7 separate regions of the Mus musculus genome follow, and all the other regions are linked to region 7. Evidence: chromatin contacts called from public Hi-C, HiChIP or PLAC-seq, Micro-C and promoter capture Hi-C data. All regions are on one chromosome and are shown on one strand. The core of a region is the stretch at or near the end of the contact, and the rest is flanking DNA. Distances in the headings are between cores, read along the strand shown.

Region 1 (3,471 bases), core at 596-3,095, 780 kb before region 7:
ATAGCTTTCTAGGTCGGTCCACTGGCACTCAGAATGCATCTCCTTCTCTCTCTGCTCTACCTTCTGACTTGGTCTGGACAGGTTCTGATAGAGCTGGTCACCCCAGCCAGGCAGGGCCATCCCTATGTTCTGTGTTGGAACCCAAGTATGTATCCTTTCCACGTCTATCCTTGTCCTAGATGGACACCTCCCACCCCTGGCTTTAAAAAAGAGGCCCCCTACTGTAGCAATTGGCCTTGGTCTGAATTGGGACCAGTCTCAGGTCACCACTGATTAAACCTTCTTATCCCAGAGACACCCAATTCTAGAACGTGGTATTCTAGACCTTTCTGGAGCCATACTTCCTCCTGAATCTCAGTTCTAGGACATAGCCCATGACTCTCAGCCCTTTCTTCCCGGATGGAGCTAGGGCCTGTATAGCCATATTATTGTACTAGAGTAAGTTCTAGACCTACCCTTCCACTTTCTCTAGCAATTAAAGGATGAGCTATGGGTAGAACTCAGCTATGATTAATTAAAAACTGATTGGCTCTGAGCTGTGCTTGGTGGCACACACCTGTAATTCAGCACCCGGGAGGCTGAATCAGACAGATCCTGAGTTGGAGGCCATCCTGGGCTACAATAGCAAAACCCTGTCTCAAAAGCCAATACACACACACACATACACACACACACACACACACACACACAGAGAGAGAGAGAGAGAAAGAGAGAGAGAGAGAGAGAGAGAGAGAGAACTAATCAGTACTGAACGGATCAAGAACCACTTCTTGCTTTTCCTAAATAATTTTCTAAAAATAGTCCCTCCAGAATACTAACCTTACTTTTACATGGTTTCTAGTTTCAGCATTCCAACTAGGGTTCTGCCAGGGAGACAAGAGTCTGGGGAAAGATACAGGAATTCTGGAAGAATATACCTGGCTCCTAGAAGGGAAGCTGAGAGGGAGAAAATGCCATGGTATGATTGAACCTGTGTCTGAACACTTAGCTACCTCAGCAGGAATTCCTTCCAGATCCCTTTTAAAGCTGAGGACTTTCGTTCTGATATGGTATGCTGCATCTGTGAGGTAAAGGAGAGGAGGAGAATCAGGAAATAAAAGGCTAGCCTGGGCTACCTAGTGAGGTCAGGGCCAGCCTAGGCTATGTGAGACCCTGTCTCAAACAACAGGAAGCTAAGGTCTACAATGAGAATAACTCTAGAATTAAAAAGGACAAATAGGGACACAGCCTTGACTCCCCCTCACAGCAGAGAGACCCCCAACTCAGCAATAAGTTCAACTTCTCCGAGCCCTCTACAGGTCAGGCTTAGGAAACGAGGAGCCTCTTGGGCTCCCAGACCTCATATGTATCCCCAGAGCTTCTAACTAAATAGAATTTACTTTACTTTACAGCTTTTAAACCTCAGGTGGGTTCTAAGTACCCAAAAAGGACCTGAAAAACGGAGAAAGCCATGGGGAACCTCTAGTAAAATAGGAGGTAGATTCTGAGTCTAGCAGATGTAGGTGGAAACGTCTATTGAGGTCCTAAGGGAGGGGCTAGTGCTCAAAGACAGGTCACTTTTCCTCAGGCCCTTTTACTTCTGGCTTGTTGCAAGAGATGCCCCCCTCCCTCATACAAACCCCGCTCAGGCTCCGCCCATCTCCTGGCACTGCTCTCAGGGGACGGGGTCTCCACTTCATGCTTTCTGTAATTAAAGATGATTTATACAACCGGAGTGTTATCTGACATTTGTGAGTGGAGGGCGACTGCAGTTGCTCCGGGCGGGACCAAGTCCCGAGGGCGGGGCGGGTGGGCTGGCGTCTGGTCCCCCGACAACAGGTGCACATTCCTGGGCGCCTCGTCACTTCCCCTGGCCTGAGGCCGCTATCCGGACAAACTTCACTGAGCGAAAGAGGCAGGGCCATGGCCTTAGGGGCGCTGCTTCTGCTTCTAGGGGTACTCGGGACGCCCCTCGCCCCAGGTAAGTCAGTTTGGGTCTCCAAGAGGCAGTGATGAGCAATGGTCACGGCCAGCCCCGGGAGCGTCACTTAGTGCTTTCCTTCGTCAGGCGCCCGCGGGTCGGAAGCCGAAGGCCAACTGATTAAGAAACTTTTCTCCAACTATGATAGCTCGGTGAGGCCGGCGCGGGAGGTGGGAGACCGCGTCGGGGTCAGCATCGGCCTCACCCTGGCGCAACTCATCAGCCTGGTGAGAGCGGCACTGCGGGTGGAGTCGCTGGGCAGGACCGACTGGGGGCGTGGCTTTAGACGCTGCCCAGAAGATCGACAGCCTGGGGGCGGGCGGGTTATGCTAAGAGGCAGACAAGCCTTTGGCGGTGATTGGGTAAAAATCAGACCAATGAACTAGTTCATGGGCGAGGCCTCTATGATAGGTACAGAATACTGTTCTGCTAACTCGCCTGTGGGCGGGTTTTGAGGCGGAGCTGGGGCAGAAGGACCTGCTACCGGGAGGACCTCGAGGCGGGGCTGTGTAATATTCTAGCAAAGTCCAGCAGAGCTTGGTACCTAAGCAGTCAATAAACAACTCTGAGCGGAGATTCAGAGTTGTATCCATTAGACGCCGGGCGTGGCCCGTGACTTAACCTCGACGTAAAAGAAAGGAAAGCAGGCACCAAGGCTGGTGTTTCGAGATTGATATGAGATGGAGTTTGCACCCAAGAAGGTGCAATTTAGAGAAAGGGACTAGAGATTCCATGGAGAAAGTAACTCACCGAACCCTCGTTTCCACCCACTTCATTTCACTTCTGCCTTTTAACTTTTCCATTCTAGAACGAGAAGGATGAAGAAATGAGCACAAAGGTGTACTTAGACCTGGTATGGAGACCTCGTGGGTTAGGGAAAGGCACCCTGTTTCCTTTATATTAATCTCCTGGAGTCCTCATCCCAGTAAGATTTTTTTTTAATAGTAACTCACAACGTACACATATAATAACTGAAACAGAATTTTCGATCAACAAATTTAAGATACAAGTTTGGGGATCACTAATTTGAATTCCCATCCTTGAAAGATCCTGAACTGCATGCAGGTTGAACATCACTTTAGGGTGGCTAGTTCAATCTCTTCAGTTATTTCTTAAATTATTCTATTTTTATTTTATGTGAATGGGTGTTTTGCTTGCATATGTCTGTGAAGCACATGCATAACTGGTGTCCGTGGAAGCCAGAAGAGGGCCCCTGTTCTCCTGGAACTAGAGTTACAGATGTTTGGGCCTTCCACGTAGGTGCTCGGAATCTATTTTGGGTCCTCTGGAAGAGTAGCCAGTGCCCTTAACCAATGAGGTATCTCTTTAGGCCCCTTCTTCGGTTTGAGACTGAAAAAAGAGAGTTCAGTCCAGGGCTCGGGACTGGGCGGAGGAAACCAGTTGACGTGAATCCCAGACAGTGACAGCATAGCCAGAACCTTTTTTCCTTTTCTCAGCCCTGTGCTTCTCCCCTTTGCACCCTCTTCCTGGCATTCTTTCTGACACCTCAA
Region 2 (3,823 bases), core at 1,220-3,719, 740 kb before region 7:
CTCCACTCCAGCCAGCCTCCCCTCCAAACATCACCATCGCTGTGGGCCCTCCAATGCCACCAAAGGCCTGTTTGTGGCCCTGCTGGGTGGAGGCCTGTCTGCTGGCTTCGTGGGCCCATTCTCCCGTATGGCTTACCAGACCTCCCAGTTGCCCTCGTTGGAGCTGCTCATCTTCCGATGCCTCTTCCACCTCCCCATTGCCTTGTTACTTAAGTTCCGTGGTGATCCACTGCTGGGACCTCCTGATGTTCGGGTTCGGGCCTTCCTCCATGCCATTCTTAATGTCCTCAGCATTGGTTGCGCCTACAGTGCTGTTCAGGTGGTGCCTGCCGGCAACGCAGTCACTGTCCGCAAAGGTTCTTCCACCGTGTGCTCTGCCCTCCTGGCACTCTGCCTCGAGAGCCAGGGTCTCAGTGGCTATGCCTGGTGTGGCCTGTTTGGCAGCACCCTTGGGCTAATCATCATCGTGGGACCTGGACTAGGGACACTGCAAGAAGGGACTACTGGCCTCTACACAGCCCTGGGCTATGTACTGGCTTTCCTGGGAGGACTGGCACTGTCACTGGGGCTGCAGATTTACCGCTCTCTACACTTCCCTTCCTGTCTACCAACTGTGGCCTTCCTTTTTGGCCTGGTGGGGCTAATGGTCTCTGTACCAGGCCTCTTTGTGCTGCAGACCCCTGTGCTACCCCAAGACACTCTAAGCTGGAGCTGTGTGGTGGCAGTGGGGCTCCTTGCATTGGTTTCCTTTGTATGTGTGAGCTATGCAGTCACCAAGGCCCACCCTGCCCTGGTATGTGCTGTCCTGCACTCTGAGGTCGTGGTAGCCCTCATGCTGCAGTATTACGTGCTCTATGAGACCGTGGCACCTTCTGACATCATGGGAGCAGGGGTTGTGTTGGGCAGCATTGCCATCATTACTGCCCAGAACCTCAGTTGTGATAAGGAAGGGCAAACGGAGGAATGAAATCAAACTTGAGGGGGGGAGGGGGGACAGGGGTAAATAGGAGAGATGGGAATAAAAACCATGGGAGAACAAATGCCTGGCAAAGAACTGGTGTGGAGGACCAGTGAGATAGCTCAGCAGATAGAGGCTAATGCTACCAAGCCTGATCTATATGGTAGATGGAGAGAACCGACTCCTACAGATTATTCTCTCTATACATTCGCTGTGGCGTGCTTACACACAAAATAAAAAATATATATTAAAGCAAAAAACTGGTGTGGAGAGAGATGCCCTAGGATTCAAGGGTGACTTGGGACTAAGTGGAGAGGAGAGACCGGGAGCATGTACAGGAACCAGGGTATGGAATTGGGGCTGGGAACAGGGAATAAGGGCATCACTCAGCAGCGAGGTCTCAGATCCAGAGGACTAAGGAAGCCTGGTAGTGGGTCAAGGGGATTAATCCCACAGGCAGGAAAGAGAAGAGCGCTGGAGATGAAGAACGAAGAATGCAGCTTGTCAGGCGAACAGCCAGCACTGGGGGAGGGGCGTGTTTCCTTTCCTTTGGAAGGTATTTTGCTTTCCTCAGTGGTGGTGCTCCCTGTCCGAGCGGTGATGTAACGCTGACATCAAGCATGAATGAATCACTGTGGTTGGCTGAGCAGTTGGCTTTGCTTTGAAAAGGAGTGGAAACATGCTCTTTTGGGAGATTCCCTTGAAACACTCAGCCGCCACCTTATTTCTGAAGTCGTCTGAAAGGTGTAGGGTTTCCTTGACCCCGAATTCCCCAAGACATCCCTATTCTGCCCCACCGCTAATCTGCTTTTCTCAGATTGTCACGGTCGCGTGATCTGCGGCTCCTGGGTAGCAGCCATTCTACTTTCAGAATAGGCCTCCGGGCTCGGGAAAAGCTTGGGCTGAACATCGAGCGCCAGGGCTCCGTAAAGCTATTAGAGCACAGGCGGTGCCCCAACGTCCTGGGGCCTCTCCACTAATAACGGCTACTTCCAATTGATTGGACGCGCCATCTTGCCTGCCTTATGCATATTCAGCGGTGAACTGAATATTCATGAACGAGGCCCGTCCCGTCCCTCCCTCCTTCCCCCCACCCCCGGAACCCGCTCCGGAGGACCCGAAGGGCCCCGCCTTCATTACCGATGCGTAGGACAAACCATTTTCCCGATGTGTGTGGGGGGATACTAATGAGAGACTTTAGCTGAAAATGAGCCTGAACTCCGAAGCTGAGTAAAAATGGCCTAACTTTATCCTCCGTTCTGTAAGTCCTCGGTTTGAGTGCACGGGAAACCCGAAAGGAGGACGACAGGACCAGGAACATTCTCCTCCTCCTGTCGCGTCAGAAAGAACACCCAACCAGGGAGCCGGAGCCCTAGCGTCAACAACTCCGCCGCGCGCGCTCCGTGTAGGCCGGTGCGGGCGGCCCCGTAGCGCAAGGGAGGGCGGGAAAGGAAGGGGCGGGACACAAGGGCGAATCTATAAAGGGCGTCACTCAGCCAGTTCTCTCCTCAGAAGCGCCGAGAGCGCGACCGGGACGGTTGGAGAAGAAGGTGGCTCCCGGAAGGGGGAGAGACAAACTGCCGTAACCTCTGCCGTTCAGGATCCCGGTTACTTATTTATTCGTTACCCCTTTTCTTCTTCCTCCCTCCCAAAACCTCCTCCTCTCCTCCCTTCTTTTGTTTCCTTTTTGGGAGCCGACGAATCTCCGGAAAGGGAGAAAAGGCTTTCTTTCAGCCCTTTTCGTTCCTCTGCCTTCCCCCCCCCTTCCCCCCTCCCCCACCTTTCCCTCCTCCAGCCTTTCCCTCCCTATCCCGGGAGGTCTTTCCTGGTGGCCGCCCGGACGGGTTCTGAGCACTTAGGCGGCGGTGGCGCAGGCTTTTTGTAGCGAGGTTTGCGCCTGCGCAGCGCGCCTGCCTCGCCATGCACGGGGGTGGCCCCCCCTCCGGGGACAGCGCATGCCCGCTGCGCACCATCAAGAGAGTGCAGTTCGGAGTCCTGAGTCCGGATGAATTGGTAAGATAGTCCGCCCGTCTCTCTGCTATGCCTTTGGCTGATGATCCTCTGGGAAGATGGGTCAGTGATGCTGATGTTGTGCGGGGGTCCAGCCTTCAAAAGTTAAATTATGCCAGGACTTAAACAAGCGAAATGCTATGCCTGAGATGAGTGCTTGACTGGACAGAGAAGAAAGATGTTTCCATACTTGAGCATTGCTGCGGTTCAACGAGACAGGGTTGAAAGTTGTACAGGAAGTGGATCCCCAGTTTTAGTTCTTTCACCAATATTGAGCATCCTGCTATGTGACAGTAATCAGACACTAGGAACACAGCTGCACAATAAATATAACAGAAACTCTACCTTCTAAAACACTATGGGAAAAACAGAGAAGAGAGCTTAAGAACAAAAAGAAATGAGCAAAAATAAGTACCTAGATTAAAGCAAAATGAGGAAATGCTGTAAGAAGTCACTGAAATTGAATGGTGTCAGGGTTTGGAAGACATACTTGCCAGGGATGGTGACATTCCCAAGTAATATCAGTCATCAGAGCTATTTTTTTAGGTGGAGGAAACAAGTGTCATGGGACTGAGAGGGAAATAAACTTGTATTCTAGAGACTGAAAAGCCAGTGTTGGGGCAGGCAGGGTTAGTGGGTGCGGAGAGTGCACTGAAGAAGCACGGGATATTGTAAATTACGCTCTAGAGAGTCCAAATTTCTGTTTTCAGTAGGAAACCACTGGGTAATTATAAAGGTGACAGTAGTAACTTATACACACACGCATGTACAGAAGCTCCGTAAAGAGCTGATGTGAAGTGGGTGAGGATAGACAAGGGATAGCTTTTGGAGACTTGGACTTCTTCCTCCTGAGAG
Region 3 (3,497 bases), core at 502-3,001, 880 kb before region 7:
CACAATAACCCGGGAAGGCAAAGCAAGAGGAGGAACAGAGCAACCCAAGGAACTGTGCTCCTGGGAGCAAGCACTTAGGGGCTAAAGTAGCAAGGTCACAAAATCAAGCACAGTCTGTTCTACGAAGTGAGAGCCTGCTTCAGAACACAAAACAAAACCAGGGCTTTAAAAACTCACTATTGCCCGACGTGGTGGCACACGCCTTTAATCCCAGCACTTGGGAGGCAGAGGCAGGCAGATTTCTGAGTTCGAGGCCAGCCTGGTCTACAGAGTGAGTTCCAGGACAGCCAGGGCTACACAGAGAAACCCTGTCTCAGAAACAAAAAAAAAAAAAAAAAAAAAAAAGAAAGAAAAAGCCAACAACAACAACAAATAAAAACTCACTGTTGGTTTATTTGGTTAACATGGTACACCTGTGGAGGTCCGAGGTTAGAGGAACTTTCCATAATAAGTTCTGCTAGGGTTTCTGGGGTCAAACTTGGGTTGTCAGACTGGATGTGTGAAAAACACTTTTACACAGTGGGCCACTTTGCTGGTCCCAAAACCTAGGGTCTTGAAAAGGCCCAACCTTGCAGCAGAATGTCCATGTCTGATAGAATCAGCATACTGTACATTTATTAACACCATCTTTGAGGCAGGGTGTACTGGCTGGTTTTGTGTGTCAACTTGACACAAGCTGGAGTTATCACACAGAAAGGAGCCTCCCTTGAGGAAATGCCTCCATGAGATCTGGAGAATCCATGTAAGGTATTTTCTCAATTAGTGATCAAGGGGGTAATGGCCCATTGTGGGTAGTGTCATCCTGGGCTGGTAGTCCTGGGTTCCATAAGAAACCAAGCTGAGGGGTTGGGGAGATGGCTCAGTGGTTAAGAGCACTGTCTGTTCTTCCAGAGGTCCTGAGTTCAATTCCCAGCAACCACATGGTGGCTCACAGCCATCTGTAATGGCATCTGACACCTTCTTCTGTTGTGTCTGAAGGCAGCTACAGTGTACTTATATATAATAAATAAATTTTAAAAAGAAAGAAAGAAGGAAACCAAGCTGAGCAAGCCAGGGGAAGCAAGCCAGTAAGTAACATCCCTCCATGGCCTCTGCATCAGCTCCTGCTTCCTGACCTGCTTGAGTTTTAGTCCTGACTTCCTTTGGTGATGAATAGCAGTGTGGAAGTGTAAGCTGAACAAACCCTTTCCTCCCCAATTTGCTTTTGTGCAAGAATTGAAACCCTGACAAAGACACAGGATTTCTCTGTGTAGACCTGGCTGTCCTGGAGCTCACTCTGGACCAGCTGGCCTCAGACTCAGAGATCCACCCACTGAGTGCTTGGATGAAAGGCGTGCGCTGCCCCTCGCTTTTTTGTCTCCCAGATGAGGGAACTGAAGGGTCAGAGAACTTGTTCAGTGTCACACTGGTTTTTGTGTAGACAGGGTCTCGCTGTGTAGCCCTGGCAGGCCTGTGACTTGCTCTGTAGATCACACTGGCCTTGATCTCACAGAGATCTGCCTGTCTCTGCTGTAATTAAAGGCATGTAGCACTATGCCCAACTAATCACACAAAGTCTTAAGTGACAGAGACAGATTTGACTCTAGACCATCATTTCCCCCTCAAAAAATTTATTCACCAATGGAGAAAGCAGCAGAGAAAGACCAGTGTCCCAGATGGAAGGTGACAGCAGGCAGTCTCTGGGGGAGGGACTGTGGTTTCTGTGATCTCAGCACCCCCCTCCGCCCAGGCCCCACCCCTACCCCTCCCAGAGCTGCCTAGAAGTGGTGGGGTTAGAGCTCCTCCTGGGTTACCCCGTTCCCTTTGGGGAAAGAATTCCAGACCCAGGCTCTTCCTACCAGAGGATTCTTCTCCATTAATACCCCTCTTGGGGGGTGGGGAGTGCATCTGCCTACATCCCCACCTACCTGACCTCCAGGGCCCCCCAGGCCCCCAAAGCAAGTCATCTGAGATGACGGTCAAGCTAGATTTTGAAGAATGTCTCAAGGACTCACCCCGCTTCCGGTAAGTGTGTGCAGGTCCATGAGACTAAGGAGGGGAAGGAAGGCCCAATAGGTCCCAACACCCACCCACCCACCCCCAGCATTCCCCAGGCAGGACCAACCTTAGAGCCTAGGCCACAGGGACCAGAGGGAACTGGTGGGACCTAGTGCCTCTACCACTCAAGCCAGGCTCTCAAATCAGGCATGGAACCCCAGCACTTGGGAGGCTGAGGCAGGAAGGTTGTTAAGTGTTCCAGGCTAACCTGGGCTACAGAGTAAAAAAAAAAAAAAAAAAAAAAAAAAAAAACCCTTTAATAACAGAACCTCCATGCTCTCCGAAGCTCACTTTACTCTGCCTTTCTGCCCCTTCTGGTCTTTATAATTGGCATTCCTCCTTCCTTCTCACGGCATCCCCTCCCCCAGCACCTGCCCCGGGGCGGTTAGCAACTTCCTGCCCTGGCCACATCCACCCTCCTACTCTTCCTGCTCTGGTCTGGGTTATTGAAGCTTAGAATGTGCACAGCAGCACAAGAGCAGAAACTGTCTGGACTCTGCTTGGTCTGTGCATACCCATCACCCCATGACGCCAACCCTGCCCCTGATGCTAAGCAGAGGCCCAGTGGACCTAAGTGCTGTCCATTCTTTCCCAGAGCCTCGATTGAACTGGTGGAAACTGAAGTGTCAGAATTGGAGACCCGCCTGGAAAAGGTGACCACGTCATGGAGAAAAGATGCAGAGTCAGATTAAAATAAAAGATTAGAATAAAATTAAAATAAAAGGTCAGGGAGATGGCGGGAGACTGGGAATGCGTTAGAGTCATTGAAAGTTAACTGTGCCTGGCACACACACACACACACAATTATATTTAAAATCTGGATGTTGCTGGGCGTGGTGGCGCACGCCTTTAATCCCAGCACTTGGGAGGCAGAGGCAGGCAGATTTTTGAGTTGGAGGCCAGCCTGGTCTACAAAGTGAGTTCCAGGATAGCCAGGGCTACACAGAGAAACCCTGTCTTGACCCCCCCACCCCAAAATCTGGATGTACTGGCTCATGCCTTTAATCCTAACACTGGTGAAGCTGAAACAGGCAGATCTCTGTGAGTTCTAGGCCAGCTAGGGCTAAAAAAAAAGCTGGGAATGGGGCTGCGTACCCAGATCCCAGCACTTGGGAGGCAGAGGCAGATGAATCTCTTGTGAGTTCTAAGATAGCTTGGTCTGTTTACATAGTAAGTTCTAGGACAGAAGAGAAACCCTGCCTGAAATACATACATATATGTGTGTGTGTGTGTGTGTGTGTGTGTGTGTGTGTGTATGTAAATTATTAACATATTAATATATACTTTTTGAGACAGGGTCACATGTAGTTCAGGCTAGCTTTGAATTTACCTGTAGTTGAGCCTGGTCTTGAATTCCCAATCCTCTGACCTCTATTTCCCCCCTGGAGATGGAATTCATCTTTGTGCATGTTAGACAGGCCGGGTTCCCCCACCAGCTACATCCCCAGAGCAAACACTTC
Region 4 (3,922 bases), core at 975-3,474, 970 kb before region 7:
CATTAAAAAGTTCTACTTGCTAAGCTAACAGGCTAGCGAAAAGCCAGAGTGAGGTGAGGACTGTTGCAGAACGGTGGGGAGGGGACAGGGACAGCACCACCTTGAGCTTTCCAGCTCGCCTTCTCCAAGACTTCTCCAGAAGCCATTTCCTAATCCCTAGAGCTTCTACGCAAAGCCTGGCAATTCCCTCCTCTGCTCTTTTCTTCTAACATACAAATGCTCTTCAGTCCATCCTTAGGTCCTAAGCCACACAGTCCCTGCCTGAAAACCAAAAGGCCCACTCTTCTCTAATCCCAAGGCATCTGCCCTTCCTTTCTCCCTGAGCCTGTGAGGAGGGCTGAAACAGCTCGGGTGTCCTGCCCTGCTATCTCGGGTTGCACATGCTGGGCATGGAGGGAATGCTCCAAGTTTCTGCCAGAGAGGGCGTGGGGAAGAAACCAGCCTGGAAGGGAGGGGAGGACAAAAGGCTGTGGGGTCGGGGGATTTCTTACAGAAGAACGCAGTTTAGGAAGTCTTTCCATAGTTGGGCTGGACACTAGTCCCCACACTCAAAAATAAATAAATAGATAGATAAATAAATAAAGGAGCTGTGAAAAGAGGGAGGGTTCTCAGAGCAAGGTCAGAAAGAGGATGAGAGGTCAGAGCATAAAGAAAACCTCAGGAGTTAGGCCCACACCTGGCCAGCCTCACACACCCTATGGATCCTATTTTATCTCAGGAGACTAGGACTGCTTATAGCCACCATCCAAAATAATCCTCACCCTAAAGCAGGAAGTGGAAGAAATAAACAGACTGCTAGAGAAGGAACTGAAGTCCAAGCCACCTCAGTCACCTCTTCTACCAGAACCACCAAGGTCCTTCTGGGAATTCTGACCTGGGCTGCCAAAGCCTGCATGCTACTCAGTCATTTCCCCCCAGAATCTGACTTCAGGAGATTTACTCCAGAGGGCATGTTCATTAAGAAGTGATGGTAAGCCAGGCGTGATGGCGCACGCCTTTGATACCAGCACTGGGGAGGCAGAGGCAGGTGGATTTCTGAGTTCGAGGCCAGCCTGGTCTACAAAGTGAGTTCCAGGACAGCCAGGGCTGGGGGCAGGGGCGGCGGGGAGGAATGGTAGCTGAAACAATGTTTACCTTGGAGAAAAGCTTGAGGGAGAGAACCCAGAGATACCTGGGTTCATCCAAACAGTCTCTACACTCCAAGTATCCCTTCATAATCGCTAGAGTCGCCTGGAGAAACATGCCCACCTTCAGATGCAAGCTCTCCAGCTAACAGCCAGCTTGTCTAATGAGACACCCAACTTTAATGTGCATCTGACAACTAAAGATGCCTATTGGAAAAGCATCGTTTTCTGTCCCAGGGTCTTAATAATAAGCCCATACACACAAGCTAGAGAATTCCAGAGCCTTTTTGGAGGAGCTCCTTCACACCCAAGGCTTTTCCTCAAGTTCCAATTCCTGCTCCATATGCCCTTCTACCCACCCACACCACTGACAAAGGAGTCTGACTTTCAACAGGAGGGTCTTTCCAAAGCCCATATCAATAGTTCTGGCTACCAGCAAACAGGTGTTCCCGGCCTCTTCTTTCTTTAGCAACAACTCTAGCTTTCGTAAGGAGAGCACCATTCTAGCCCCCGAGAACTGCCAAATCCTATCCCATTTAGGCAGATTAAGAAAGAAAGCAAACCCAGTAAAAATCATGGTTCTTTTATTAAGGGCTGAACCTTGCTTAAAGGTGTCCTACTTCTCCAGCGGGTAAAGCTCTGGCCAAGGCTCCCTTCCTAGGCCCAAAGCAGAGGCCCAGCACTATCCAAAATTCCGCGAGCACCGCGGACAGAGGACCCCACCACTGGCAGCACCCAAGCAAACTCACCGTGCGGATCTGCCTCCGCAAAAGGTAAATAAAGAAGCTCCAGAGCTTGGCGGCGAAGGCCACGAACGTGCGCAGCCCCAGCAGACACTGCGTCCGCATCATCCCGATGACCCCGGCACCGCCGGCCCCGGGGCCCCCGCGGCCCAGCTCCGCCAGCCCCCCGGGGGCAGCCCCCCGCCGCAGGGAGGGGGAACGGGGGCCCCGAGCGGCAGGAGAGGCTGCAGAGATGAGCACGGAGTGGGTGGCTTAGAAAGCCACCCCCAGCGAAGGGAAAGCCCAGCGGAACCGGGAACTGGGGGACTGGCGTGGGCAGCCCGCGGGGGCCCACATGAGCGGGAAGTGGCACCGACGACTTCGCGTGGGCTGCAGGCCGAAACAGGTCGGGCTAGGACAGGGTCCTCTGAGACCAGGAGGGAAGGGGATGGAGAATTGGGGGAGGGGGCAGTGGGGGAGGGGGCTAGGGAAAAGGGAGGGAGGGAGATGGGAGGGGAAGGGGGAAGCGAAGGGTGGCCTTCTGCGCAGGCGCGCTAGGGGTCTGCCCCGGGAAGGGGGCGGGCGGGGGCGGCGGCGGCGCGCGGTGGGCCGCGGCGATTCTCGGGGGCCCCCTGGGCGCAGGAGCTGGGGAGGAGGGGGAGGGGGAGCCGAAGGGCACGGATCGCTGGGCCGGAGTGGCCTCCCCCTCCCCGAGGTCAGGATCGCTTAGCCGCTGAGGAGCGGGGCTGCAGCCTCTGCAGCTAGGCTTCCCACTCTGACAGGCGCCATTTTACCGCCCAAAGGGCTCCCTCCTCTCTTCCCTCCTCCTCTTCCCCTCTGACATTACTTCCGGTAGTGACGTGTATTCACTTCCCCGGGATTGCTGTTTCCCTCAATTCATTCTGAGGAGGGAGGGGAAAGTTAAGGAAAGCTCTCTGCTCTGACCCCGGGGTGCAGCGTTACGCACGCGCACTAGGTTACTGCGGGGCGGGACCTGGAGAGAAGCCAGGCGCCGTGTGGGCGGGGCCGAGTGACATCATTTATTCCCAGGTTCGAACCTTCTTCGGGATTGGAGCTCGTGAGACCTCTGTCCTTGTCCCCATCCCACTGATAACTGTTCCAACGGCCCTTCTGGCTCCAGTCATGGTGCAAGAGTAGATTAAGGATGTTGTCTCTAGGACTGTGTACAGAGACTCTGGAGCGGCCCCTCCGTGTAAGCCCCCTGAGAATACGGAGCATAAAAAAACCAGGCTCCTCTTTCCGGACTTTGCGGTCCTTTAAGGTTGGAAGCAATCGTAAGTGCCCCGCCTCCTCGGTGGTGACGACATCAGAAGGCGTCCTGAGGCGTCAGAGATGCTGGACTCGTTGTTGGCCATCGGTGGTTTGGTGCTTTTGCGAGGTGAGGGATCAAGGCATGCGGTGGTAGCCTTGGGCTTGGCTGAAGGAGCGGGAGCCTGGAGGACCCGCTGGGGATGGATACCCAGCTAGGGGTGGAAGTCGTGGTCGGAGCCCTGAGGGCTCAGTAGGTCTCACCCATCCTTGGCTCTCCCCAGATTCCGTGGAGTGGGAAGGGCGTAGTCTCCTGAAGGCTCTTATCAAGAAATCTGCACTTCGGTGAGTTAGCCCACAGTTTCTCCTCTCCTTCCCGGAAAGGGAGCCGGTACCCCCACTCTTCAATATATTTCCTTCATCTCTGCCTTAGTGGGGAGCAGGTCCACGTTCTGGGCTGTGAAGTGAGCGAAGAAGAGTTTCGCGAAGGTTTCGACTCTGATGTCAACAGCCGGTGAGTATACATTAAAACAGGTTTCATTCGGACTACAGCTGCTAAGGACGTCTCTTCAACAGACAGCACAGAATCTCATACTGTGGAGAAACTGGTATCGTAGGGTTTGGAACAGTAAAAATTAAAAGACTAGCGAGATGGGTTTTTTTTAGAGACTTTAGCACCAGCTTGCCGGCTTGACTGAAGGGACATGAATGAGGCTGTTGCTCACTCAACAAAAGAGAGCAGTAAACGCTTAGATAGTTTGCTGTATATACATAAGCATTCTGGCTTTAATGTTTGCACGTTAATGC
Region 5 (3,573 bases), core at 989-3,488, 900 kb before region 7:
GGAAGCCAGGAGTCCAGGGGCTGGATGCAGAGCTTGGGGGTGCATGGGCCGCAGAGAAGACTAGGAGACAAAGCTGACCTTAAAGGGAGGCATCCTGGGGCTCCCCTCATCTTAGCACCTTGGCCTCCCAGGACTCCATACTCACTGAGTCCGAGAAGCTGGTCTGCTGGTTGGCATGCTCCATCTGTTTCTGCAAAGAGAGGGTACTGCCGGGCTGGAGGAACCCTGAGGGGAGGAGAGTTTGAAATGAGCAGGTGGCAGTAGGACTCCTGAAGGTAGGGCTCCTGCCCAGGGGGATCTCACCTGTCTGAGTGGGCTGAAAGTGGCCATGCACTGCATAGGGTTGTGGCTGTGGCTGAGATAGGTACTGCACTGCAGGAAATGCTGATGGGGCTGAGGAAGGTGGGAGATGATCTGTTAGGGTTTGATGCTCTTGCTCTTCTTGCCCCTAGTCTGAGGAGAACAACACTCACCTCTGAGCTGCTGGCTAGGACTATAGGCTGGTTGTGTTGGCCCATAATGAGGTGGGGGCTGAGCAGTCCCATAAGCACCCCCTGGACTGCCTTGGAATTGTCCATGTTCTGGGGTTCCTGCAAAAGCAGCTGCTGATCCCACGTAGTGCCGGGTCTAAGGGGAAATGAAAGCTCACTGCTTAGGAAAAACCCCATATGTATATATATATGCCTTTACGCTCAGCTCCTACATACACATGCTTGGTATATTTGTTCTTGAATGATTGGGATTAACAGTACTGATCCACAGAAGGAGGAGACATGGAGTTAGGATCAGATTTCAAGACTAGTCTTGGCTAGTAACTTAAAAAGCCAGCCTGAAGAGTTAAAAAAAATCAAAAAACCTTTCCCTCACCGTAAGCACTTGTGGTCCAAACATCTGCTTGGCTCTGTCAGCTGCCATCAGAGTACCTGGGCGATTGTGTCCTCCAGGGCTCCCTAGAAAGGGGGAGAGGTTTCACGATGCTAAAATAGGCAGCGACCTCCTGGAGAACTCCCCTGTTAGGCGGTTTCCTCAGTCCTCTCACCCTGCATGCTGAGGAGGTGGGTTCCTGTATGAACCGTCAGGCTCTGCTGGTATGCAGCTGATGTCAGAGTGGTTAAGTCACTGGAGTGGAAGGAAGACAGGTCAGTTAGCCTCTTGCTATTAGATTGTCACCTGTGCCACTGCACAATTTTACTTTTAGCCATCTCATCACACCTCTGTTCCTTTCGCCTCCGTTTTTCTTCCTCATGCAAAACTTTCTTGAGCTGCAAGAAAAGCTGGTGCTTCTCCTCCTGTAGAGCAGAAAGCTTCTCCTGCAGCTTCAGGATCTGGAAGAGGGACGAGCAGCTAAAGCAGGGAAAAGAAGGCATCGAGAAACAAGTGTGGAGAGGCTACTTACCTGTTCCTTGGTCTCCTCTAGTGACATTCTCTCTTCCATTTCCTTTTTCTTTCTTCTCTCCTGCTCTTCTTTCATCTTCTGTTCCATCATCTTGTCCACCTCTTCCTCCTCTGAAGAATCAGAACGGGGAAGTGGCAAGGCGGTGTGAATAAGCTGAGCGTTAGACTGAAGACCAGCAAAAACCAGTTACTCCATCACAGCCACAGGGAGAACTTGGCTTCATTAGGTGCTCTCCAAGGTCCTTCCCAGCCCAGGGTTCTGGTCTGGAACTTAGACTGGGCCTCTTCACTCACACCCCGAAGGCGCCGCTGCCTCCCTCTTAGCCTCGCCAGCAGGCGCACAGCTGGGCCCGTGGATGGGGGCAAGTTCGTGGGTAGCAGGGCCACCCTGAGCCGAGTGTCTGTCCTCCCGCTCTGGCCCAGGCTCACCCTGCCGTTTGCGCTCCCGCTCCATCATGATGTGCCGGTGCAGAGCCCTGGCCATAGCGTTGGAAAGCTTGGGGCGCTCCAGGAGTGCGGGCATGATGCTGTTGGTGACGCTTGGGCAGTGGGCACCCGACTCTCACTGACTGCCAGACCTCAGGCGGGGCCTGCAGGGAAGTGGGAGCTTAGAGAGACTGCGACGCGCCGAAGCGGAAGCCCGTCCGCCGCCCGCTCGCCACTTCGATCACGTGTCCCGGGCACCAGCGTCCCTCCGGGGTCTCTGCCTCAGCGCCGGGGCGCGTGCGAGGGTCTTAGGCTCCGCGCCCCCGCCCCTCCCTCGTAGCCCTGGCGCCAACCCCCGCAACCCGCCTTGTCGGCGCTTTCTCCGAGGCCTTCGGCGCGCCTTGGCCTCTACGTCATATCCGGCGGCCAGGATAAATCCTTCCGGAGTCACGACGGCAAACGGCACAGCCGATTGGAGGAAAGGGAAGGCGGAAGCGCTTAGAGACGGGTGCCGGGATGTCCAAACTCCATGTGGATTTACAGAGCGGCCTGGGATGATAAAGCCCCTAGAACTCTTCACTCGCGAGGCCGCGGGAGACAGAGGCGGAGGCAGATGCTCTGAAGACAGTATTTATTGGCTCCTTAGAAATCAGAGTCAGTAACAACTGTACAGAGGCCCACAGCGTCCTCGGGCAGCCCTTCCTTTTACCCACTCCCTCCCCATGGCGCCCAGTGGCCACGGAAAAAGCAGCTTCATGTGGGCACAGAGAGACTCCTTTGGGATTCACAGTAACCAGAAACAAAAACGGAAATAAATTAAGTGATATGGGGGAGGGTAATAATAGGGAGTCATGTTCCCCAAGTCAGTGCATGAAGGGGGGACCCCGAGACGAGCTGGGCTCCCTCTCAGCAGAGGGAGTGTGCTGGGCCCTGAATGTAGAGATGTGCTTCACACCTGCTCTAAATCAAAGCCTGCCTACGTGCTCCTCCTTGCCAGGACAGCACTGGACATGCTCTCAGTCACGGGAATGAGGTGGAGGCAGTCGTCATTCAAGAGTCCTGGGCTTGAGGCCCGGCTGTGCTTGGAGTAGTGGTATGTCACCCCTTATTCCACTCGTACCAGCAGGGCATAGAGGAGTGTGGCTCCCTTCTCCTTAGTGACCCACTCAAGTTCCGATGGGCTGAAGTGCTGGTCAGGAAGTTCTCTGAGGGCCGCAGAGGGAGGGCCAGGAGTATAGGAGCCAGGGCGCACACACACCTGAAAGGCCACCTGAGCCTGGTGTGTCCGCTGGGATTTTGGGTCCCGGAATCTGTTAGCCAAGCAGAAACGAGAGAAGAGTAAGGCTCCCAAGGTCCATGACTGCTAATTCTGCCCCCTCCACCCAGGCCTTGCTGTTTTCTGGGAAATACTGTTCACCGTGACTGGCTTAGCACCAACTATTGTGTATGTAGTACTCTCCTCCCCTGGCCTGCTCAGCTAACTCCTCCCCAGCACTCTTCATGTGTTTATTTACCCTGGCACTCTAGTTCACGTCTTCCAAACACTCCAAGTGCACTTCTCATCTACTTCACCCACTTTTGGGAGACAGTATAGGGTCTCTACCAGGCTGGAGTCAACCTCCCTATAAAGGAAGGACAACCTTAAACTTCCGACCCACTGACCCTGCCACTTAGTGTTAGGACTCCAGGAATTTGTTACAATGCGCAAGCACAGTTTAGGTAGTACAAGGGGTCAAACCCATTGCCTGGTGC
Region 6 (3,981 bases), core at 38-2,537, 980 kb before region 7:
ACCACCACTGCCCAACACATAAAATATCTTTAAAAAAAAAAAAAAAGCAAAAAAATCCTCCAACTCTCTTCAGCCCCCAGGGGGTATCGGGGTAGCGGGGAGAGGAGGTTCTGGCCCTAAGAGGAAATAAGAACTCAGAAAAGTTCAGAATGGTACATGCTTTGCCAGGAAAGTCTACTTCAAAACAGCCTAATATATCCCAATAGATCTCGCTGCAATATTACAGACTCTACCATCCCAAAATAATACTATGGAACCTGATTAATAAGCCAGAATAGCCTAATTGTCTCACTATAGCCCGGTCTACATAAAAACACTGCATGCCCAGCATATTGGCTCACACCTGTTTATTTCAGCTCTGGGGGCTAAGGCAGGAACTCCATGGGTTCGAAGCCAGCCTAGGATACAAGGAATAAAGCCCTACCTCCAAACAAAAGAACAAATCAAAACAGGCAAACAAAATTACAGACTATCTCTATCTAACTCGCGTGCAGACGTCTGAGAGCGAGCATCCCAGCTCACCAAAAGATAGATGGCTCTAATCTCCGCACAGCCTAGCATAACCTCAAGCATCACTTCTTTGCCTTTTGGCTAAAATCATGGAGAGAGAATGGCCAAACAAACCAGTGTTCCCCATTCCTCCAACCTAATTTTCTCGCCATCCAGCCCTTTCTTCTATGTGTCCAAATATAACCTTGTCCGTCTTGGGATGGGCTTTCTACCTTAGCACAGTACAATATGCTATGCTCCACTACAGGCCAGAAACAGTCCAAGGTAGACCGGTCTCCCTCAATATCGCCCAATCCACTCTAGCATACCCACCGTCCTTCCCAGTCTAGGCCTCGCGCTTACCCAAAATCCTGATCCATGGACTTGAAAAAGTACTTGGCGCCCGCGGGCCGCTGCAAAACGCTCTTGAAATCGCCGAGCGTGATGCGCTCCGCCGGGACAGGGATCTTCACCAGGTAAGGAGTCTCTTCTTCATCCAGATGGTAAATCACCTTCGTCTCGCCTACACCACCGCCCCCCGCGCTGCTGCCCGCCATGGTCTCGCTCGCGCGCTCCCGGGCTCAGCCGCCCACCCAACAGGACTAAGCGCCCCCGCCGCGCCTGCGCACACCCGCAAACTGACGCGCTAGCGCCAACAGCGCAGGGCCAGTGCGGAAGACGTGCCCAAGGAGGATGGCGGGGACCAGCGGGCTGATCGGGAAGAGCTGTGTGGCGAGACTCAAAACCTAGACCGCACAGTCGAGGGCCACTAGCTCCACGGACGTCGCGAGCAGCACCGAGGTCCCCGCCCACCTCTCCCCATGCCACGTGACCCAAGCCCGCCCACTTTGCGCAGCCGACTGTGCTTCACGTGACTTCCTTGAGTCACGTTACTACAAGCTCCACCTAGACACTCACGTGACCACTGCCTTGAGCAACGGTCTTCAGCCCTAGACGACTCCGCCCCCAAACGTGTACAACCCGCCCCCCCCCCTCCCAAGTACCTTAGCAAGCTTCTACTCTTGGAATGCTGGCAACTGGCCCCCACTTTGCCTTACCCATCTGAGGTTCAAGGCACCTCAATAGCAACTATAAGAGGGGCGGGGATATGGGCTGATGAGTGAGAATTGTAACCTGGGACCCTTAGGGCAGTACTCCTACTAGACTGTACTTGGGATGAGAAAGCCGAAATAGTCTTCAGAGATGTCTGAGGGGCATTAGACAGTGCCCAAGCCAGATTTGGCCCCTAAACTTCCCATCTCCACCTCCCAAATTGTGGAATTACAGCCCTGGACTTACAAGTGGCCTTCAGCCCCAACTCCACCCAAGACTTCCACCAGGTTTCCCAAAGATCCCCTCCCCAAATAGGACAAGGAGGGCTGTAAAACACAAGAGCCCACTCTGCTTTATTTACAACACGCAGGCCGTCTGTCTGAGCAGCCGGCCAACAGTATTAAAAACGAGGCGAGTGCTAATTGACACCTTTTTCTTTCCTTCCTCACTCCACAGGCTTTGGTACTCCACCTCTGAGCAACCTCGCTCAAATGGGGGAGCCCCAAATTAAAAATACATCCGGTGTAAAAGAAAGTAAACGGGAGAGAGAAGAAACATGAGGGGAGTGCTGTATTTACACTACAGTTTTATAGACAACTATCCCATTACATCCCAGTTTGAGCCCTGGACCTGCAAGTGAAAAGGGTACAGGGTTGACTGGACAGAGATTCTGTCTACAGATCCAGCCTCCCCGACCCAACTGTAATGGGGTCAACTTCAAGTCCATGGAGCAGGAAGGACAGAGTAGAAGACACTCATTTCCAAATACGTCTCCCTTGGGAATTGTGGCCCTCAAGTGGGGACAGCCTCCTCACTCCAAGGGAAGGCTGGGGACCCTGAGGCTCAGTTCCCAAGTAATGTCACAAGTTCCAGCCTTAGTGATGTCAGGGTTCTCCAGATTTGGGGAGACCCCCTAACCGCCGGGCCTCTGGCCGAAGTTCCTTGCATTTCTGGCAATAAAAGAAGTCGGGAACGTTGGTCTTCTTAATCTTAGCACAGGAGAGGTGGATCCACGTCCCACAGAGGCTGCACTCAATCATGGGCCGCCCCGCAAAGGGCTTTCTGCAGTAACACGTGATCAGATCCCAGGAGTCGTCACCTGGAAAAGACAAATCTCTTTAGTGTTCTGCTTCAAGGCGTCAACTCCTAAGAGCCCCCAAAGCTATCACCTCTGCTCCCCACCCCGGGCAGCCCAACTTCTCACCTGATTCTACCATGATGTCCTCATCCATGACCCGCATCTCGCCTTCACTGGAGCTAGCATCTCCATCTTGGCTTGTTTCTGTGCTGCCCACATCTTTGCCTTCACTGTCAGTAGGGGGAGCACCTTCAGAGTGCACTGTAACAGGGGGCCTGGGGGCCTCAGGGGGTGTTGGGAGCACAGGGGCTGGGACTCCACCCCCCACTGTCATCTCTTCCTCATCATCTTCCTCTTCTTCCTCTTCCTCCTCCTCTTCAGAGTCTGTATCACTGGGAGGAGCCCTAGGAGGGCCAGGAGGTGGGAGTCTATCTCCCCGATCTGCCTTTTTCAACTTCCGCTTCTTGCTCTTCTTGATTCGAGACCGCTTTTCCCCATCCCCAGGAGCTGGTCGAGGTCTCCGAAGCACCCCAAAGCCAGCCCCACCTCCTGGTCCCAACTTTCTATTCTTTCGGTCCTTCTTTCGAGGCTGGGAGAGGTCCCCCTGGGACAGCGGCACTGGGGCGAGAGCAGCGGGGGGCCGGGAAGTATGCGTCAATGATGTGGGAGAGAGTGGAGATGCCACTTTGGGCCCATCCAGATCAAAAAGAGAGTCCTTGAGCTTCATCTTCTCAAGCAGAGTAGCACTGTCAGGAGCCTGCAGACGAGAAAAAGTGGACCTTGGGGGTCCTGGCTGGGTAGGACCTGATTGAACTGCCCTTCTCTTTGATGACTTTGCTTTCTTAACAAAAGTCTGGATAGTTCGAAGGTCCGACGGGGCCGAGTCCCAGCCATCACTGTCTGCTGCACTCTCACCTCGCAATGGAGAGCTAGAGCCAGAGGCTGGCCAATCGCTTTCCTTAAAAGGAGGAAGAGACTAGGGTCAGCCGGAGTCTAGTGACAGCTCAGCCCTGCCACATGTCCAGCATAAAAACCAGGAACTAGACGTATCCCTACCCCAAATCTGATGTGTACTCTATAACCTACCTTCCTCACAGTCCTCAGGGGACCTTTAGAACACAGAAGCCACAGCTGTTACTTCCAGCACTGTTTTCAGTATCTCGTTTGCTAGGACACTCATCTCCCTACAGCTTACCTGGAAACACTTTTCTGTTAACAGCCACTCAAAACCATTAAAAAGTCTTGAGCAACACTCCAAATTTTTGTTTCTGCCGTTCATTGCCGTTATTCCATCCCTCCAAACCAGCTCTCCCACCATAGCCCTAAGGGCTTCCGGTTTTCTTAGTCTTGCATATTACAGT
Region 7 (3,871 bases), core at 1,283-3,782:
GAGCATTCTCACCAAGAGCACCCCCACCTTTTTTTGCGACAAGATCTTCCTACATAACCCTGGTTGGCCTATAACCCAATATACAGACCAAACTGTTCTTGAACTCACAGATCCCCCTGCCTCTGCTTCCTAAGTGTCAGTAGGACTATAGGAATGTACATACCATCACGACTATACTGAGTGTAATTTTTAATCATTCCATTTTTTGAGTGAAGCATATGCACTCGAGTCCCTATAAACTAAATATAGACAAGATATACTCCCACTAGATCTGATCCCTGTTCTGTCTTTTCAGCTAGTTCTAATCATCATAGCTCCATCTCTGGTCAATATCCCATATTCAGCACATCCTTAACACCTTGAAAAACCACTTTCAATGTCCTAAATTATTTTGGCATTCTTGTGTAAACAGTCCTACTGACTTAAACCTAGGACAAACACTCTCTCTTTGCATTCACTCTCAGAGTTTTGGACAGTGGACCAATCCACTACCCAGATAATACTTCATTGACATAATCAAAGGCTAGAAGTACATTGTTTTCATTCAGGTTTGCTTGGTTTTGGTTGTTAGTCCTCTCATGCCCTGCCCATTACTTGACAACCTTTCTCAAAGTAGTGACACCACCTCAAAGTGAAATCAAATTTGGGGGGAGGCAGATGTCACTTTTTTTTTTTTTTTGAAACAGGGTGGTTTCTCTGTGTAGCCCTGGCTGTCCTGGAACTCACTGTGTAGACCAGGCTGGCCTTGAACTCAGAAATCCGCTGCCTCTGCCTCCCGAGTGCTGGGATTAAAGGCGTGCGCCACCATGCCCTACTTACACAGTATATTTTGAGGGAAGACTCAGTTACATAGGGAAGACTTTGGCTTTTGCCGTTGGTTGTTCGAGGGGAAAAGGGAAACTAAGGACATTTACCGAATCAAATGAAACAGGTCTGTATTTTGGATAACCCCAAGATTCATTTTGTATAATGTAAGCCTAACACTATACCCTCAAATACTTGAATTGCCTACGTTTGCTGTGGTGGTTGTTGTTTTTAAAACAGGGTTTCACCATGGAGTCTTGCTACCCTGTAACTTGCTATATACACCAGGCCTGCCTGCCTGTGCCTCCCAACTGCTGGGATTAAAGGCTTGGACCACCACACCCGACTGCATCGTCTACCTTGAACGAACGACCTTTAAAAGAGGACTGTTGCTCAAGGATCTCTCCTTTAGCTGAGAGTTCTCTCTCCTGAGAGCTGGTCTCATCACTCTGCCCAGCACTGCAGCACAAATGTCCTCTTTAAAACCACTCCAGCACTAAAGCCATGTTCACTGATCAGCCAGCTAGCTTGAATCCTTGGCTACTCCTTAACTGGCTCCCTGTCATTTACAATATCCACCCCTTTAAATTCTAATGTCTTACTCCTTTGGGTTTGTTTGTTCTTCAAGACAGGGTTTCTCATCATAGCGCTGGCTGTCATGGAACTCACTATGTAGACTGGCCTCGAACTCACAAGAGATCTGTCTGCCTCTCAGTGCTGGGATTAAAGGTGTAAACCACCATGCTTGGCCTTCTCTTTACCTCTGGTACCCCAACACTAACACTGCTGTAGTGGAAGAAGATACCATAGACTCTGTTTTCAACCATGGTCTTTCAGCTCAACCGTCCACAGTACACTTCAGTAAAGTAAGACCCAAATCTCAAACAACCACTCCTTTGTCCAAAAAGGGCCACCAAGTGCGAGACATGTAGAGGCTAGCCCAGTGAATTACATAGCAAGCACCAGGTGATGTTAACGTGACGCTGTCATAAAAAGACCACTAACAACTACCAAGAAGTTGTTGCTTAGCAAGTCAAGACAGTTCACTATTCCTTCTGACCCCTCCACCTCCACCCAATGGCATTTAGCTTTTCAAACGATATTTGCTTTAACTCTTGCTTAGCAAAATGGCTTCTGCTGCCTAGTACCGTTTTCTGATGCTTTCCCGCTTAGCTAACCGGGGTACCCATCCAAGGACTGGGGCGTTTCTCCTTTCCCAAACCAGCTAAATCAGAGGGCCCCTGTAACCACAACAACCAGCAAGGCTAATCTCCCACAGAGCGTAAACCTTCGACAGTGGGCGGAGACGTATTCCAGGCTAGGTCGACCCTGGAACAAAGGGCCGGAAAAGCCTCCGCTCCCCAGGCCAAGACCATGGGCAATGGATGGAAGGAGTATAGGAAGAAAAGAAATTCAGGACAAGAAGGGAAAACAAAACAAAAAACCCACGAGAATCACACAAACAGCACTCACGGAGGTAGGTGGTTGTGCTCGGCAAGCAGCCATGATGAGCCAAACCCCTACCCTGAAGAACGCGCGAACTCCGGGCGCAAGTGCTCACGGGAGGGAACCTGTGACGTCAGGGAGCAGCACTGCCTCTTCCCTCTGCATCCACCAGGGTACTGGGGCGTCAGGGACCTTTTGCGGTGAACTTGCCGTAAGGAGCCTACTGGCCTTAAATTTGCAGCGACCCTTCCGCTTCTGACTCCTAAAGGCGGGAATTACAGATGTGCGTCACCAGATCTGGCCTGTTTTCCTTCTATAGTGACGGCGCGTCCGGATCCTAGTGTTTCACGTGGGGTGGGGCGGGCGGGAGACCGCTCGAGCGCACAGTCACTTGGCTCATAACACCTAAAATTTTCAGTCTCCCTGATCTTGTCAAGCAGAGATGTGCAATTTAAAAGTAGCCACAGACTAGATGGGATATCGCATGTGCCTTTAATCCCAGCAATCCGGGTGCAGAGGCAGGGGGATCTCTGCGAGTTTTGAGTTTCAGCCTAACCTGCTCTTCATAGTGAATTTCAGGCCAGCCAGAACTACGAAGTGAGGACAAAAAAGGGAGCCACGGGACACCATTAGCATATGTGATATGTGCAGTGGACTTAAGCCACTGCTGCATTTAGCAAGTCTTTTTAAATTTGTTTTTTACTCTAATGTCTAGAACTAATTTTTGCTAAAGAATTTGGTGGCCATATGTGACTCAATTCATGAAAGCCTTTGCTTTTCCTAATTCAGTCAGTCAGGCAATCAAGAGCTCAGTACTGGCGGAGGAAACAGAATTCATCTATGTGGCAGGCACATAGGATCGGGGTATATTCATTGAAGAAAACAAAACAAAAACCCTCTTGTTCTGAGGCAAGGAGATTGACGGGAAAACAGGCAAAATATATGGAGAAGAAAGAAAGAAAGAAAGAAAGAAAGAAAGAAAGGAAGGAAGGAAGGAAGGAAGGAAGGAAGGAAGGAAGGAAGAAAGAAAGGAAGGAAGAAAGGAAGAAGAAAGGAAGAAAAAGCAAAGCGAGGAGATTGTCTGGCATTCCAGTTCCAGGAGACCTGGCGCTACCTTTGTTGTTGTTGTTGTTGTTTTGTTTTGTTTTGTTTTGTTTTTTTGTCTTTCGAGACAGGGTCTCTCTATTGCCCTGGCTGTCCTGGAACTCACTTTGTAGACCAGGCTGGCCTCGAACTCAGAAATCCACCTGCCTCTGCCTCCCGAGTATTGGGATTAAAGGTGGCCCGGCTCTGGCGCTACCTTTTGAGTAACTGCACACGTGGTACACATACATTCATGCAAGCAAAACACTCAAACACATAAAAAGCAAGATAGAAAAGGAACCATGTGGCAGTGCAGTAATCCCAGCATTCAGGAGGCAGGAGAATCTTCCTGAGTTTAAAGCAGCCAGGGTTACATTAAAAAAAAAAAAAAAAAAAACAACCAACAAAGTAGCCAGTCAGTAGTGGCGCATGTCTTTAACCCCAGCAGAGGCAGAGGCAGAGGCAGGTGGATTTCTGAGTTCCAGGCCAGCCTGGTCTACAGAGTGAGTCCCAGGACATCCAGGGCTATACAGAGAAA

The links. Promoter capture Hi-C pulls out the DNA fragments that hold promoters and counts their contacts. A called contact is a pair of places that touch in the nucleus more often than the background predicts. HiChIP or PLAC-seq counts read pairs in DNA pulled down with a chosen protein or histone mark. Capture Hi-C pulls out chosen DNA fragments and counts their contacts.
Region 1: a Micro-C map of embryonic stem cells shows a contact between it and region 7, with 5 times the contacts expected there. The contact joins the promoter of Chrnb1 here to the promoter of Ctc1 in region 7. A contact is called at or near these places in 2 of 39 promoter capture datasets (the C10 cell line and embryonic stem cells), 1 of 484 Hi-C or Micro-C datasets (embryonic stem cells) and 1 of 9 other capture datasets (pancreatic islet).
Region 2: a contact with region 7 is called in an H3K4me3 HiChIP or PLAC-seq map of bone marrow-derived macrophages, with 2.3 times the contacts expected there. The contact joins the promoter of Polr2a here to the promoter of Ctc1 in region 7. A contact is called at or near these places in 2 of 39 promoter capture datasets (the C10 cell line and pre-B cells) and 3 of 115 datasets of contacts at active chromatin or transcription factors (bone marrow-derived macrophages and embryonic stem cells).
Region 3: a contact with region 7 is called in a Hi-C map of B cells, with 7 read pairs. The contact joins the promoter of Acap1 here to the promoter of Ctc1 in region 7. A contact is called at or near these places in 1 of 39 promoter capture datasets (embryonic stem cells) and 1 of 484 Hi-C or Micro-C datasets (B cells).
Region 4: a promoter capture Hi-C map of adipose tissue shows a contact between it and region 7, with 2.4 times the contacts expected there. The contact joins the promoter of Elp5 here to the promoter of Ctc1 in region 7. A contact is called at or near these places in 2 of 39 promoter capture datasets (embryonic stem cells and pre-B cells), 1 of 484 Hi-C or Micro-C datasets (B cells), 1 of 115 datasets of contacts at active chromatin or transcription factors (embryonic stem cells) and 3 of 9 other capture datasets (adipose tissue, liver and macrophages).
Region 5: a promoter capture Hi-C map of pre-B cells shows a contact between it and region 7, with 4 times the contacts expected there. The contact joins the promoter of Gps2 here to the promoter of Ctc1 in region 7. A contact is called at or near these places in 3 of 39 promoter capture datasets (the HPC-7 cell line, embryonic stem cells and pre-B cells), 1 of 484 Hi-C or Micro-C datasets (B cells) and 1 of 115 datasets of contacts at active chromatin or transcription factors (bone marrow-derived macrophages).
Region 6: a contact with region 7 is called in a promoter capture Hi-C map of pre-B cells, with 4 times the contacts expected there. The contact joins the promoter of Dvl2 here to the promoter of Ctc1 in region 7. A contact is called at or near these places in 3 of 39 promoter capture datasets (embryonic stem cells, liver and pre-B cells), 1 of 484 Hi-C or Micro-C datasets (B cells), 1 of 115 datasets of contacts at active chromatin or transcription factors (embryonic stem cells) and 1 of 9 other capture datasets (macrophages).

The regions. Positions count from the first base shown.
Region 1 is chr11:69,794,311-69,797,781 of GRCm38.p6, reverse strand. It overlaps Chrnb1 (cholinergic receptor, nicotinic, beta polypeptide 1 (muscle)), which reads left to right and starts at 1,845. Exons shown (of 11, transcript NM_009601.4): 1 at 1,845-1,960; 2 at 2,048-2,187; 3 at 2,769-2,813. The coding sequence starts at 1,903. It overlaps Fgf11 (fibroblast growth factor 11), which reads left to right. Exons shown (of 5, transcript NM_001362623.1): 5 at 1-1,714.
Region 2 is chr11:69,757,279-69,761,101 of GRCm38.p6, reverse strand. It overlaps Polr2a (polymerase (RNA) II (DNA directed) polypeptide A), which reads left to right and starts at 2,469. Exons shown (of 29, transcript NM_001291068.1): 1 at 2,469-2,971. The coding sequence starts at 2,879. Slc35g3 (solute carrier family 35, member G3) reads left to right here. Exons shown (of 2, transcript NM_019871.2): 2 at 1-1,218. The coding sequence ends at 967.
Region 3 is chr11:69,893,793-69,897,289 of GRCm38.p6, reverse strand. It overlaps Acap1 (ArfGAP with coiled-coil, ankyrin repeat and PH domains 1), which reads left to right and starts at 1,751. Exons shown (of 22, transcript NM_153788.3): 1 at 1,751-2,004; 2 at 2,633-2,690. The coding sequence starts at 1,952.
Region 4 is chr11:69,979,537-69,983,458 of GRCm38.p6, reverse strand. Elp5 (elongator acetyltransferase complex subunit 5) reads left to right here and starts at 2,224. Exons shown (of 9, transcript NM_018740.2): 1 at 2,224-2,252; 2 at 2,897-3,245; 3 at 3,400-3,460; 4 at 3,549-3,629. The coding sequence starts at 3,200. Ctdnep1 (CTD nuclear envelope phosphatase 1) reads right to left here and starts at 2,291. Exons shown (of 8, transcript NM_026017.2): 1 at 1,874-2,291. The coding sequence starts at 1,975.
Region 5 is chr11:69,912,685-69,916,257 of GRCm38.p6, reverse strand. It overlaps Gps2 (G protein pathway suppressor 2), which reads right to left and starts at 2,238. Exons shown (of 10, transcript NM_019726.5): 1 at 1,825-2,238; 2 at 1,397-1,506; 3 at 1,213-1,325; 4 at 1,040-1,119; 5 at 868-950; 6 at 474-627; 7 at 304-393; 8 at 146-225; 9 at 1-60. The coding sequence starts at 1,918. It overlaps Neurl4 (neuralized E3 ubiquitin protein ligase 4), which reads right to left. Exons shown (of 29, transcript NM_001013414.3): 29 at 2,434-3,131. The coding sequence ends at 2,927.
Region 6 is chr11:69,997,898-70,001,878 of GRCm38.p6, reverse strand. Dvl2 (dishevelled segment polarity protein 2) reads right to left here and starts at 1,287. Exons shown (of 15, transcript NM_007888.4): 1 at 853-1,287. The coding sequence starts at 1,046. Phf23 (PHD finger protein 23) reads right to left here. Exons shown (of 5, transcript NM_030064.4): 4 at 2,747-3,578; 5 at 1,868-2,641. The coding sequence ends at 2,427.
Region 7 is chr11:69,014,572-69,018,442 of GRCm38.p6, reverse strand. It overlaps Ctc1 (CTS telomere maintenance complex component 1), which reads right to left and starts at 2,532. Exons shown (of 23, transcript NM_001013256.2): 1 at 2,278-2,532. The coding sequence starts at 2,310.